Regions from separate parts of the Mus musculus genome. Here regions 2 and 3 are each linked to region 1. A link is a contact called in public Hi-C and HiChIP or PLAC-seq data. All regions are on one chromosome and are shown on one strand. Each heading gives the region's core, a stretch centred on a gene start, on an enhancer-like site or on the middle of the called end of the contact. The rest is flanking DNA. Distances are from core to core; before and after follow the strand shown.

What was found. HiChIP or PLAC-seq counts read pairs in DNA pulled down with a chosen protein or histone mark. A called contact is a pair of places that touch in the nucleus more often than the background predicts.
Region 2: a Hi-C map of the C2C12 cell line shows a contact between it and region 1, with 2.9 times the contacts expected there. The contact joins two enhancer-like sites. A contact is called at or near these places in 2 of 15 datasets of contacts at CTCF or cohesin (embryonic stem cells and large pre-B cells), 33 of 484 Hi-C or Micro-C datasets (the 63-12 cell line, the C2C12 cell line, CD4 T cells and 20 more), 11 of 115 datasets of contacts at active chromatin or transcription factors (the NIH/3T3 cell line, T-cell acute lymphoblastic leukemia, Th17 cells and 8 more) and 1 of 9 other capture datasets (embryonic stem cells).
Region 3: a CTCF HiChIP or PLAC-seq map of the NIH/3T3 cell line shows a contact between it and region 1, with 11 read pairs. The contact joins two enhancer-like sites. A contact is called at or near these places in 2 of 15 datasets of contacts at CTCF or cohesin (the NIH/3T3 cell line and large pre-B cells), 8 of 484 Hi-C or Micro-C datasets (the G1E-ER4 cell line, Th1 cells, embryonic retina and 5 more) and 4 of 115 datasets of contacts at active chromatin or transcription factors (VIP interneurons, embryonic stem cells, epiblast stem cells and 1 more).

The regions. Positions count from the first base shown.
Region 1 is chr12:17,218,753-17,222,946 of GRCm38.p6, forward strand. All of the region lies in intron 2 of Gm36568 (a long non-coding RNA gene), which reads right to left. Among named protein-coding and RNA genes, the nearest start is that of Gm36568, 7.2 kb to the right of the region's middle. Within about 2 kb of position 2,014, at least 53 of the 459 cell types and tissues checked have an H3K27ac peak or open chromatin away from gene starts, as enhancers often do. A contact at or near this core is called in the C2C12 cell line, the HL-1 cell line, the NIH/3T3 cell line and 5 more, where this site is marked.
Region 2 is chr12:17,038,909-17,043,102 of GRCm38.p6, forward strand. No RefSeq gene overlaps it. Among named protein-coding and RNA genes, the nearest start is that of 2410004P03Rik, 29 kb to the left of the region's middle. Within about 2 kb of position 1,838, at least 34 of the 459 cell types and tissues checked have an H3K27ac peak or open chromatin away from gene starts, as enhancers often do. A contact at or near this core is called in the C2C12 cell line, the HL-1 cell line, the NIH/3T3 cell line and 5 more, where this site is marked.
Region 3 is chr12:17,054,770-17,058,963 of GRCm38.p6, forward strand. No RefSeq gene overlaps it. Among named protein-coding and RNA genes, the nearest start is that of 2410004P03Rik, 45 kb to the left of the region's middle. Within about 2 kb of position 2,417, at least 14 of the 459 cell types and tissues checked have an H3K27ac peak or open chromatin away from gene starts, as enhancers often do. A contact at or near this core is called in the NIH/3T3 cell line and pancreatic cancer cells, where this site is marked.

The DNA of each region.
Region 1 (4,194 bases), core at 764-3,263:
CTCTCTTTTCTTCTCTCAGACTCTTTAAAAGACATTAAATTATATAAGGTAATACTATAACAACATATTATTGGGTTTGTAATGCATGTAGGTGTAACACTGTTGAACAGTAATACTAGGGAAGAAGTAGAATTATATTAAATGAAATTCCTAAATCTGTCACCAGAGCTGTCTAATAGACTCTGATCAAATCTCTCTCTCTCTCTCCCTCTCTCTCTCTCTCTCACACACACACACACACACACACACATACACACACTCACACACAGAGACATATATACACACTCACACACACACAGACATACACTCACACATAGACACAAACACAGACACACTCACACACATAGACACACACATACATAGTCACACACATATACACACAGAGATACACACAGTCAGGCACACACAGACACACAACACATAGACACATATCCACACACACAGAAACACATACAGACGCACACAAGCACACAAACACACACATCCCAAACCATGACTGCTAAGGAAATGACTTTAAGAGCATATATTGGAGGAAGTCATAAATTAGCGCTGCTCTCACCTCGGTTAGAGGAGCTCCTTTTGCAGTGGGCAGCAGTCAGTGCCAAGACTTATAACTGGTCAAAGTGCTAAGAGTAAGTGACTGCCAAGTTCTCAACCCCGAATGGTTGATCTATATCACCCCTCAGAAAAGGGGGCTCTAGATGACCCCTCAGAAGAAGGAGTGAAAAGAATGTAAGGTGGGGAGGAGAGCTGTGAAATGCTGATCCCTGGACATGACAAGACTGCTGCATGGGTGATCTCTAGACATGACATGGCTACTGCATGCGTGTCTCTGGACATGACAGGACTGCTGCATGCATGAACTCACAGCACTTCCAGTTACATAAGTTACCTACTGTGCAAAGCCAGACAATAATTCCAGCATGGGAGGGGAAGGTCACACAAGGCTCTAATCATAGTGGAGGAGTCATTGGCATCTGATTAGCTGGAGGAAAGGGTGGGTCATTTTTCTTCAGGGGTATGGCCACTGGGTGGTTGTACATGCTTATGTAGCCAGCACTAATTAAATCCAATAAGTCATTAAAAAGTAAATTTAAAACAAAGAGCATGGAGGTGGGAGGCCCATTTTAGGGGGGTCCAGGAGAATTAAAGGAGGGGGTTGGGATGATATAATCTGTATTCTATATACGTGACTATATGTATGAAATTGTCAACAGATAAATTCAAATCTTTTAAATATAGGGGCAAGTAATTAAACTGCCAGATTGAGAAATATTCACTGAATCTAAATGAAAGAGATACAGGAATAATTGAGCAGGAAAAGCCTGAGGTAAATAGAAAACCAAAAGTACAATGTCAGAGGGGAGGCTGACAACCATCACCCCGTCCAGAACAGATGAAAACACCACTGATCCTGTCAGATCACAGTGGAGATGACAATGGCCTTCTTCCTGGTAATGTCACAGCCACTGTGTCATTGTAAAGTGACACGTTCTTCTTGTGTTTGGGCAATGCTGGTGTAAGCAGACCTATGGTGCTTCATCTTCTAGAAACCCAGTGTATTCAATAACATGTACACAATACTCGATAAGACACAGCCATGTTTCTGACTGTGCAGTAAGTGTAATATATGTCATATGACTGGTGGGTATGTTTGTGAGTGCTCTCTCTCTCCCCCGTCTCTGTCTCTCTGTGTCTCTGTCTCTCTGCCTCTCTCCTCTCTCTGTCTCGCTTCCCTCTGTCTCCCTCATATGCACACTTGTGTGTGAATACAGGTGCATGTCATAGACTGACTGTCAAACTTTTAACAGTGTCAAGAGGGCTAGTCATTTGCCTGTGCCACCTAGCAAGTCCCCAGCAAAGCTGGGACCAGATGACTTTCCCATCCCCTCAGTGCAAAGCACCTTCAGCCACAATGCCAGATGTATCAACAAAGGAGGCTCCTTGGTTCCTGTGAGCATGTTTGTTACAAATGGAATGCTGTGCTCTGGGCCGAGGCTTAGGAAGTGGCTCTGTGACTCATGAGACCTGAACAGGCTGCCTCGAGGACACCAAAACAGGAGATGCTCTGAGAGACGCATAGCTAGAAGTTGAGCTGGCATTTGATGAGATGCCAGGGACTTAGGCAAGAATTCCTGCACACCCAATCTGGGGCACCCCTCCCAGAGGGATGGACTGGCAGGCGCCAGCAGGGCCCAATGATGTATACTTCAGTGCAACAGCAAAATCTGCAGGGGTCCTAGGCAGATGTGAGCCCAGTGTCCTGGGGAAGCCCTCGCCCTCATTCCCACAGGGCCTCTGGTGCCCCCAGGTACCTGCCAGTTTGTGTGGCCGAGCATATCCCCTTCTTACAGATGATGGTGATCAAGGCTCCTGCCCAGGGTTTTGGAGATGAACAAAATGAAATCAGACATAAAAGCCCAAGTAGGATGCTGAGCACAGCTGACTACTTCAGGGACCTCAAGCACACAGCAGCCCCAAAACTCAGAGACAGGCACTTGACTAGGTCCATCCAAGACCACAGCTTCCAAGGCTGGCTTAGGGGGAGCCAAAGACAGAACACCCAGAACTTTTGGCTTTTCCTAGATCAAGAGCAAGATGAAGAACCTGGGAAGTAATCTGCCCCTGGTCTGAGAGTCTGGGAAACACTCCTATTTCTGGTAAACACAGCATGGCTCTGGAAAACACTCCCTTTTTCTGGTGAACACAGCATGGCTCAAGCTCCGCCACATGTAATAATTTCCGAACCTTCATAAAGCCTTTGTCTTATTTAAAAATCCTCTTTTTTTTCTTCTTCTTCCTAATTACTCAAAATTATTCAATTTTGAATTCAAAATTACCCTTCATAATTATCTACTAACATGTCCTTTCTTCCGTAATTCAAAGTCCCTTTTAAAAATAAGTAGGGACTGTGGGACCAGAGAGAGATACTTAGGGGTTAAGAGCAAGTATCGTTCAGTTCCCAGCACCCACCCATGGCAGCTCACAACCATCTATAATTCCAGTCCCAGGTAATCTAGTGCCCAATTCTGCCCTCCACAGCCACCATGCATGCACATGGTACACATCCATATGCAAATAGTCACACACATAAAATAAAACCTTTTTGCTAGAGTAGACACTATGCCTGTCGGATCCTCTGCTGTATCCCCAATGCCTGGCACACAGCAGGGTTCGGTGAATCTTTGCTGACCCACATCTTCCCAAGCCTGCTTCCTTCCCTGTAGCTGTGGACATAGTACAAGAACCTGGACTGAGTAGTATGCCCCAGGAGGACCAGTATTTCCACATGGTGTTTCTTTGTCAGTCTTAATGAGCTTTAGAGCTAGGGACACCCACTAGAGACAGAGACCATTACGCTATGGCCTCATAAATACTGAGTCCCAACACGGAGGAGCAAATGTGGAACCTGAGACTGCCACTTTGAGCCTGTCCAGGACAAACAGAAAGCTGTTCAGCAGCAAAGGGGGTGGGTGTGGTGCTGCCCCCTGTAGGTGAATAGGTGTAATGTCAGCTCCTGTTAATTCTAATACTCTTAAGATGATGAGTCTCCTCTTAGGATCAGAAAAATAAACACGTTGTTCCAAGCATCCCCTCAACTATAGGCAGCAGGGAAGACTTTGAACACAGTTTTCAAAGCACTCGAATCCTAGACTCCAGCTCCTTCCACCTTTGCAGTCCTGACACTATATCTGCTCTGGGAGGGATAGTGTACCCAAATCCTTATTATGAAGCTGAAGTATCTTCTACCTTCAGATTGAAGTGGAGATGGAGCCTCTGAGGAGGAGATTAGTGTGGAAAAGATCATGAGGTGCAGTTCCTACCTAGCAGAACTAGTGCTCTTTTAAAATGTGGTTCTGAGGGCTGGGTCGTGGGTCAATATAGAAAGCGCTTACCCTGAATGCATAAGGAGCTGAAATTAGATCCTGCCCCCTCCCATATAAAAAGCCAGGGATAGTGGCATGAACCTGTAATCCCAGCACTGGAGCGGCAGAAAATCTAGAGCAGTGGCTCTCAATCTTCCTAATGCTATGACACTTTAATACAGTTTCTCACGTTGTGCTCACACACGCACACACACACGCACACGCACACACACACACACTGTACTTCTCTCTGTCCATAGCGTGAACACACATTAAGAAGGTGGCATCTGGGATCCAGAAGGAGTCTTCATCAGAATTCAGACACATT
Region 2 (4,194 bases), core at 588-3,087, 180 kb before region 1:
AACTTGTAATTCCAGCCCTGGGTAGCTAAAGGCCAGGAGGATCACATGAATTCTAGGCTAGCCTGGATTACACAAGTTGGCTATATGCTAGCCTGAGGTACAAGTGTGAGAACCTCTCACAAAGTCAAGGCAATGTCAGTGAGATGGTTCAACAGGTAAAGACCCTTGTGCAAGACTGGTAACCTGAATGGAACCCCCAGGATCCACAAAGATGTGGGAGGAGAGAACTCACTCCGTAGAGTTGTCCTGTGACCTCTGACCCTGTGATGTGGTATACACACACCTGCACACACATATAACTAACTAACTAACTAACTAACTAACTAACTAACTAAATAAATAAATAAATAAATAAATAAATAAATGTAACTCAGAAAGCCTATAACTTCTTTAGAACAAAAGGAAAAAATAGAGATCTTTCAACACAACACTTCCCATCCTTTGAATACTTTATGTAAGCTGCATAGAGCAAGCAATAGCCTTAATTCACACTTAATATTCTATCCCCTCTTTGTAGTTGCTGAGAACTTTCTTCTGTACAAAGTTCTGGGTTCTGGGTAGGCTAGCTGCAGTCAAGGTTAAGATATTTTCGACTTCATTAAGAGAGATGAAGAGTATCTTCAGAAAAGGAGTTTAAATTTGCATTTAGACAATATCCTCAGGCTAGACATGACTCAGCAGAGCTGGGACTCCTTGGGGGAAATGCTTTGAGCTTAAACAAGCTCCAACTTCCATCTGAGAGTTTGAGTTTAGCAAAGATGACCCAAGAGTCCAAAGACATTATTCATTGTAAGTGTGGACACAAGCCAACAAGATACAGCAGTCTCTTGCCACACTTGTGACATCTTAACTGACAGCCACCGAAAATCTAGATTCACAGACCCATCAGCTCTTCTGAAAATGCACCTCTTGCTTCTTAACATAGAGCTGTTCTGTTATTTTTGGTGGACATCTCTATTGGCTTCAGCCTGGAGACACACACACGCACACACACACACATGCACACACACACACACACACACACACACACACACACACACACACACAGAGAGAGAGAGAAGAGAGAGAGAGAGAGAGAGAGAGAGAGAGAGGAGAGAGAGAGAGACAGGCAGACAGAGACAGAGACAGAGAGACAGACAGAGACAGAGACAGAAAGGAGAGAAGAAGGTATGCTTAGATGACCAAGCTATAAAGCCCAGGACAGTTTTACTTCCTAAAGTTTCTATAACCTCTCCAAACAGTGCCACCAACTGTGGATCAATTGTTCAAACATATAAGCCTGTGAGAAGCATCTATCACTCAAACCACAACATACAAGTATGTTTTCAGTCATAAAAACTGGCTTTCCATTGCATCTCTTGGGGTTGGTATGTTTGGGTTCTTGTTAGCAGTAACTACAAGGGTCTTAGGTCTACCAAGTGGGAGTCAGACTCTGGCACCTGGCTCTGAGATTGGTGGTACCAAGATGCCTGTTCTGTGTTCTGCTCATATTAGGACATCACTCTCTTCATGTGGCTCTGTCTTAGGCTGCATTACGGTCTAATGCTCTATGATGCACAACATATAACAATTCTTTTTTCTTCTAGGAGTAAGTGTCTGAATGTTAAGTCTTCAAAAGTTTCCTGTTAAAAAGCCCCTGGCTGGTCCCAACTTCGGAGACATCTGAGTTTCTCTGTTTCTCCTCCATTAGCCAGCCCAGAGAGTTCTTTTCCCTTCAAGGGCATGCAATCTTGAACAATGTAGGTAGAGTTAGTTGGTAGCAGGAAGAAGCCCTGTTTGAAGGCGACTTCTAATTGAGGGATAAACAAAGTGATGACTCAGAGAAAGATTTGATGGAATGAGTCAGAGACAGGATACACCCAATTCCCATGAGAACAGACAGGAAAGAGAGCAGGCAGGGGGTGGTGGTGGGGGGGGAGGAGGCAGTTTTTTACCAGGACAGTTTTACAGACAGGTTGCAGAGAGAACAAGCTAGACACAGGGAAAGCAGACTGAGCAGAGAATAAGGATCCAGGAGGTTAGGACAGATTGCCAAAGTTAGTTTGAGGCCAAGCAGAACAATTCCTCGAGAAGCTGAGAAGTCAGATAGAATTCGTCAGCTTGGAGACCTGCACTTTTTCCACCATAAAATGTAATGTCCACGCATCCTGGGAACTATGATTGATGTCGAGTGATTCAGGGTAGTCTGTTGTTTTAGATGCTCTTCTGCATGTCTGTAAAACTTAGATTTGTCCATGAAGATGTAGGCAGGGTCAGAAAAAGTGCAGGGAAGGTCATGGAGGCTTTGTGTTTTGAGAAGGTGTGAAGGTCAGCTTTCTTTGTATTTATTTAATATTTATTCTTATTTATGCATACATGCATATGTGTGTACCTGCAGAGGCCAGAAGAGGTTGTTTGAACCCCTGGAACTAAAGATACTGAACTCCTTACAGGGGTGCTGCGATCAAACTTAAGTCTTGCGGAAGAGCTATTCATGCCTTTAACCACTGAGCCATCTCTCCAGCCCCTGATGTTCATTTTTGTCAGTTTGACACAACCTAGAATCATTGGGAAGAGAGTCTTAGCGAGGAATTATCACATTGGATTGGCCTGTAGGTATGTCTGTAGGGGAATGACTTAATTAAGCTAATTGATGTAGAAAGACTCGGCCTACAGGGGTTGCTGAACTGTGTCAGAGTGGATGAATTGTCTGTGTGCATGCAAGCAAGTTAGCAGGTACCTGTGGGGTTCTCTCTCTGCTCTTGACTGTGTGTGGATGTAATGTGACCAGCTGCTTCAAGCTCCTGTTGGGTTGACTTCACTGCAGTGATGGACTTTTAAATACCAGCAACAGGAGTGAAATCTGGAGAGAAGGGCTTTTTATCACATTGCCTAGGCTGATTTCAGATTCCCAGGTGTGACTGAGCCTCCTGCCTTGTCCTCTTGAGTTGCAGGTATGCCCTGTGAGGCCCGGTGATGTGAAATATTGTCACAAATCCAATGTGACAGTACTGAGGATGACAGCTGGAAGAGCCTGACTTTACAGTGAGACTATGTGCAAACATTGCCAGCCACCAGCTCTAGGCTCTCAGGCAATTACTTTACAAACTTCTAATTCTTTCTTTATTAGCCAAGATACTGGCTAATATTTTTATTAGCTTTATTAGTGGCAAGGTAGCTCCATCAAGCCAGGTATGGTAGCACATGCCTTTAATCCCAGTGCTTGGGACACAGAGGCAAGTGAATCTCTGAATTTGAGGCCAGTCTAGTCTACAGAATGAGTTCCAGGACCACATACACACATACAAACCTGTCTTGAGAAAAAACAAAACAAAATAAAACAAAAATATGGCTCAGGAAACGAAATATTTGCTAAATAAGCATGAAGACCTGGGCTCCATCCCCAGCAGCCACCCACCCACATACAAGATGGATATAACACACTATGCCCAGAACCTCAGGGCTTGGGAGCAGGGCAGACAGGGAGCTCATGGGAGCTCCATGTCCAGTTAGTAAACCAGTGAGAGACCCTGTCTCAAAGAATAATGTGGAGAATGATTGTTGATGACCTGGCATCGCCCTCTGGCTTCCATGTGCACCTCTGCAAAAGTGTACACATGCGAATGTGTACCCACACACATACACGCAGTTTAAAATGTGTGCTGCTTATGGCTGCTAGGAGGAGCCCGAGGTTCTGATGTCCTTTTCTGTCCTTGGCAGGTACCAAGTGCTCATGGGATACCCAGACACACATGCAGGCCAACATCCTTATGCATCACTGTTTTAAAATGTTTGAAGGCTGCCAGTCTAGAGTGAGTGTGCGTGCTAGGGCCATTTAAGAGCTCTAATGACGGTGATGATGAAGGTGATGATGGTGATGCTTGTGATGAGGGTGACGAGCTCTTGACCTTGTCCAACTTTCTGCACATGATTTGTTTGGAAGGACTGAAGTTTGAAGAGGCATGTCAAAGGCTGCCAGTCGCCCCACAAGCAGCTTTCCAGCCCTGCAGTCTTGAGAGGGGAGCACATCTGTAGATTTCCATTTGCTGCCGCCCCTATGCCTATGAGGAATGGGCTTGGTAGTCATTCTTCTCTTGTGTCTTTGCTTCTGCCCTGGAGTGCTGAAGGGTCAGGATGACACACACACACACACACACACACACACACACACACACACACACACACACACACCTGTTGGCACTGTTCATGTTCACA
Region 3 (4,194 bases), core at 1,167-3,666, 160 kb before region 1:
ACAAGGACCAGAGAGATGGCTCAGGGGTTAAGACCACTGGCTGTTCTTCCAGAGAATCTGGGTTGATTTCCAGAACCCACGCTTTAACATCTGGAACATCAGCTCCAGGGATCTAGCGCCCTCTTCTGGCTTCCATGGGCACTGCACATATGTGGTACACAGACATAACCACGCATGAAAAATAGATAACTCTTTAAAAAAAAACTATTCAAGAAGAAATAAGCTCCTTGCATATACTCTGAGTACCTACATTTATTAAAGAAATGGATTTTATAGTTAGAGTTAAAGGATCAGGTGGTTTTATTGACAAATTCTAGCAAACATTAGACATAACAAAAAAGTCAATTCTATTTTATCTCTCACAGACATGTGACAGGGAGGAACATCCTCCATTTGTTTTATGAGGCCAGCTTTACCGTGATATTGAAACCAGACAAAGCCATTCAGTGAAAACAACCCTGCAGATGAGCATCATTACCAACATACAGAGCTATCAGCAAGACATGAGCAAACCAAATTCAGTGATACGTTAATAGGATAATACAGCATGGCTCTAGGAGGCTTCTCCCAGGAATGGGAAACTGACTGAACAGTTAAAAGAAACGAGAGTAAGTCACTGTACTAACGAACTAAAGGAGACAAAGCTATAGGTTGATCTCTAAAGATGAGGAAGAAGAATCTACAAAATCCAACAATCACTTTGTATAAGTGCTCTTAGATAAGGTATCCAGGAGAAGATTCTTAGCATCCCACTTGATGCTAAGTGTTACTGAGTCCCCACCTCCAGTCTTGAAGCTTGGCAGTAGTCATCTTTACCCTCTGAGCCACTTTTCTAGTTCTGGAAATATTTTTTAACTTACTTTTTCCTCTGCCAAATCATAACTTAAAATATTAATTCTGTATTTTATACACACACACACACACACACACACACACACAAGTACTTCTATCATATTCACCTCTCTAATTCCCCCTTCTTCTCAGCACACCCCCCTTTTAATGACCCTCTGAGTTTAATGGCTGCTTGCCCATGTAAGGATTTGGAGCTAGATGCTAGAGTTTGGGTAACTTACCAGCTGGAGAAAAGTGACTCCAGCAGCAGTCACCCACCTATAACTCCTCACGGGAGGTGGAGCCTGGTGAGCCACTCCCCTGTCTTTGCTGGAGTTTTGACTGGCTTGGACTTGTGTAGGTCTTGGGCAGGTAGCCAGAGCTGCTGTGTGATGGTGAGTGTGGCCGCCATGACACATCCTGGAGACCGCTTTCCCTGGCCCTCTTCCCATCCTGTGGTCCACGATGCTCCCTGAGTGTCAGGAGACCATCTTCTAGTTACCTGTGTCCTCTGAATATATCATACTCTTTTGCTGTGTATGGCTTGTGATGGTTTTGGCTTGAGTCTTATAGTGGGTGACACTTAGGAACATCAGAGTTATTTCTTCCTGGGAAATTAAAAATTAAAAATCAAGCCCGGTGGTGGTGACACGTGCCTTTAATCCCACACTCGGGAGGCAGAGGCAGTGACTCTCTTGAGTTTGAGGCCAGCCTGGTCTACAAAGAGAGTTCCAGGATAGCCAGGGCTACACACAGAGAAACCTGTCTTGAAGAATAAACAAACAAACAAACAAACAAAAAGAAAGAAAGAAAGAAAGAAAATAAATCCCAAAGTATGTGTATGTGTGTGTACATATATGTGGGCATGTACATGTGAATGCTGGTGCCTTCAGAGGCCAGAGATAACAAATCCCTGGAGCCGGGAGTCATAGGTGGCTGTGACCCACCATGTGGATTCTGGGAACTGAACTTGGGTCCTTAGAAAAGAAAAGCAACTGTTCTTAACTGCTGAGCCACCTCTGCAGCTCCACAGACATAATTTTACTTTTCTGTCTCTGTGCTAAGGATCGGCTCTTTCCCTGCAAAGGACAGGGTGCCTCTGTCTACCCTGGCTCCTGTGGGTGCTGTCCAGAGCACTCTGGGGGCAGGTCCTCCCTTGCCTACATGGTATATGGTGGTTGTTTTGAACTAAGAGCTGAACTTGATTATGAACCATGCTTACCTTCCAAGCCATCCCCTGAAAGCTCAGCTTTATGGGACAGACTCTGCAGGAGCAATCACTGTGTAGGTGGGGGACATATTCCAATGTCTCCCACACAGCCAGCCTTTCAGTTGTTTGGGTTTTTTTTGTTGTTGTTGTTGTTCTTTTGTTTTGTTTTTTTTTTTACCACCATTATAATCTTCTGACTCAAACCTATCTGATGCACATTAAGCCTTTGAAATTAGGAGTCACATTGATGTTCAAACTCATCACTGGCCAATAGGTGACTTTTCAGGCTCACGCTGCGGTACTGCCTGGCCCCAGTTTTCCCTGATAACTTCCGGGCCTCTGGAATGGCAAGACGCTCCATCCTGCCTGGAAACCACTCTCTAAGGATTCCTGACTCACGAAGATAGGAATTAGTACTTAGGACCACAATCTTGTGCTGGGTGCTTATTACTCTGGGATTAGTCATTGTTTTCAGTGGGAAGAGCTAGCAAATTACAGACCCGCACAGTTTTTGTTAAACTCGTGGATCTTACATCTGCCCCTCCTCATTCTATTCCAAAGAACGCAAGATCTACTGACTGCCTCTTAACCATACCCCATCCTTTATTCTGCAAAACCCCACATAGGTTCCATAATAGTTCGAGAACCGTACTTACTGCCAACAATGAAAAGCAAAAGGTTTGCACTTATTTTTTTCCTTTCAAAGAGGGCAGCTAGCTCCTTTGTTCAGAGGTTCTACCCCACTAGGTGGGTGGCTAAGACTGCTTTTTAAAACCGGATGGGTTACTGCCTGGCCCAAGGAGAGGCCACACCCCAGGAACAGTGAAGTTTGTAGGTTCCATTCTCCTGTTGATGTGAAAGGAATGCTCTTTGAAGCTTAGTGCTACTTTAAAAGATGTAAAATATTGCTATCAAAGCTATAAAACAGCCACCTTCAAGGACTTCTAACTTTGTTTTCACTTCCCCTCAGCTCTCCTGTAAGTAACAATAGTTAATATTTTATTACTTTCCTTTAATTTGAAAAAAAAATTGTAAGTACAGGGTGCTGGAGAAATGGCTGCGGTCATGAATGCTTGCTGCTAAATTGTACGCCTTGGATATGAGCACTCACATCACGTGGTTCACAAACACCTGTAACCCTGCTCCACAGAGACTCAGGCATCCGCACACACAATGTGCGTCCATACCCACAGATTCACAGACACGTGTACACACACATCATTAAATGAATGAATTAATGAATGAGCACCCGCTTTCCTTTCTTAGATCAACTGTCTCCTTGCTTATTAACAATAAATGCCCACATGTGGGGTACAGAGCCCATACTAAGGCATGTCACAGCTCAGCATCAGTTTGTGCTCTTTCTGAAACTGCCACCCATTTTATTAGATCAGTGTTTGAGTCTCTTCCACTATGACAGGGCTGTGATGGTGACATTGGGAGTTTGTCTTGCCTTTGAGGGAAAACCTATCCCTCAGATTTATTTACAAATTTTGTTTGTTTATGTACGTGTTTGTTTAATTACTTTAGACAGGATCTCAAGAAACCCAGGCTGGCTTTGAACTTTCTACATAGGTGAGTCAAACTTTGAACTCCAGTTTCTTCTACCTCCACCTCTGCGGTTCTGAGACACCCCACCTACCTGACTTTTCTACTTTTTCATGTGTAAATGTAAATGTACTTGAGTTAATCTTTCATTCATTTTTTTTTTCTGGATTTTGAGCTACTGCTTTTCTGTTGTTTGTGCGACCGTTTGAGTGAGAAATGTTGCCCACAGGCTCAGATATTTGAACACTTGGTTATCCTCTTTGGGGAGTTTTCGGCGGTGCAGCGTTACTGAAGGAAGTGCGTCACCAGGGACGGGCTTTGGGAGTTTAAATCTCAGGGCACGTCCTATTCTTTTTCTCTGGTTTGTGTTTGTAGTTCAAGACAAGTTCTCTGAGCTTCCACTTCCTTGTGCCACGCCCACTGTTTGCTGCCACCTCACACAGTTGGCATTTTGTGATTTTCTTCCTGACAAGCTCGCACTATATAGCCCAGGCTACTCTTGACTCTACTACACTGCCTCAGCCTCTCAACTGTGGGGATTATGGGTGTGCGCACCTCACAAGGCTGAGGCATTGCTAAGAAAGCTTCCAGGTTTGGACTTTACC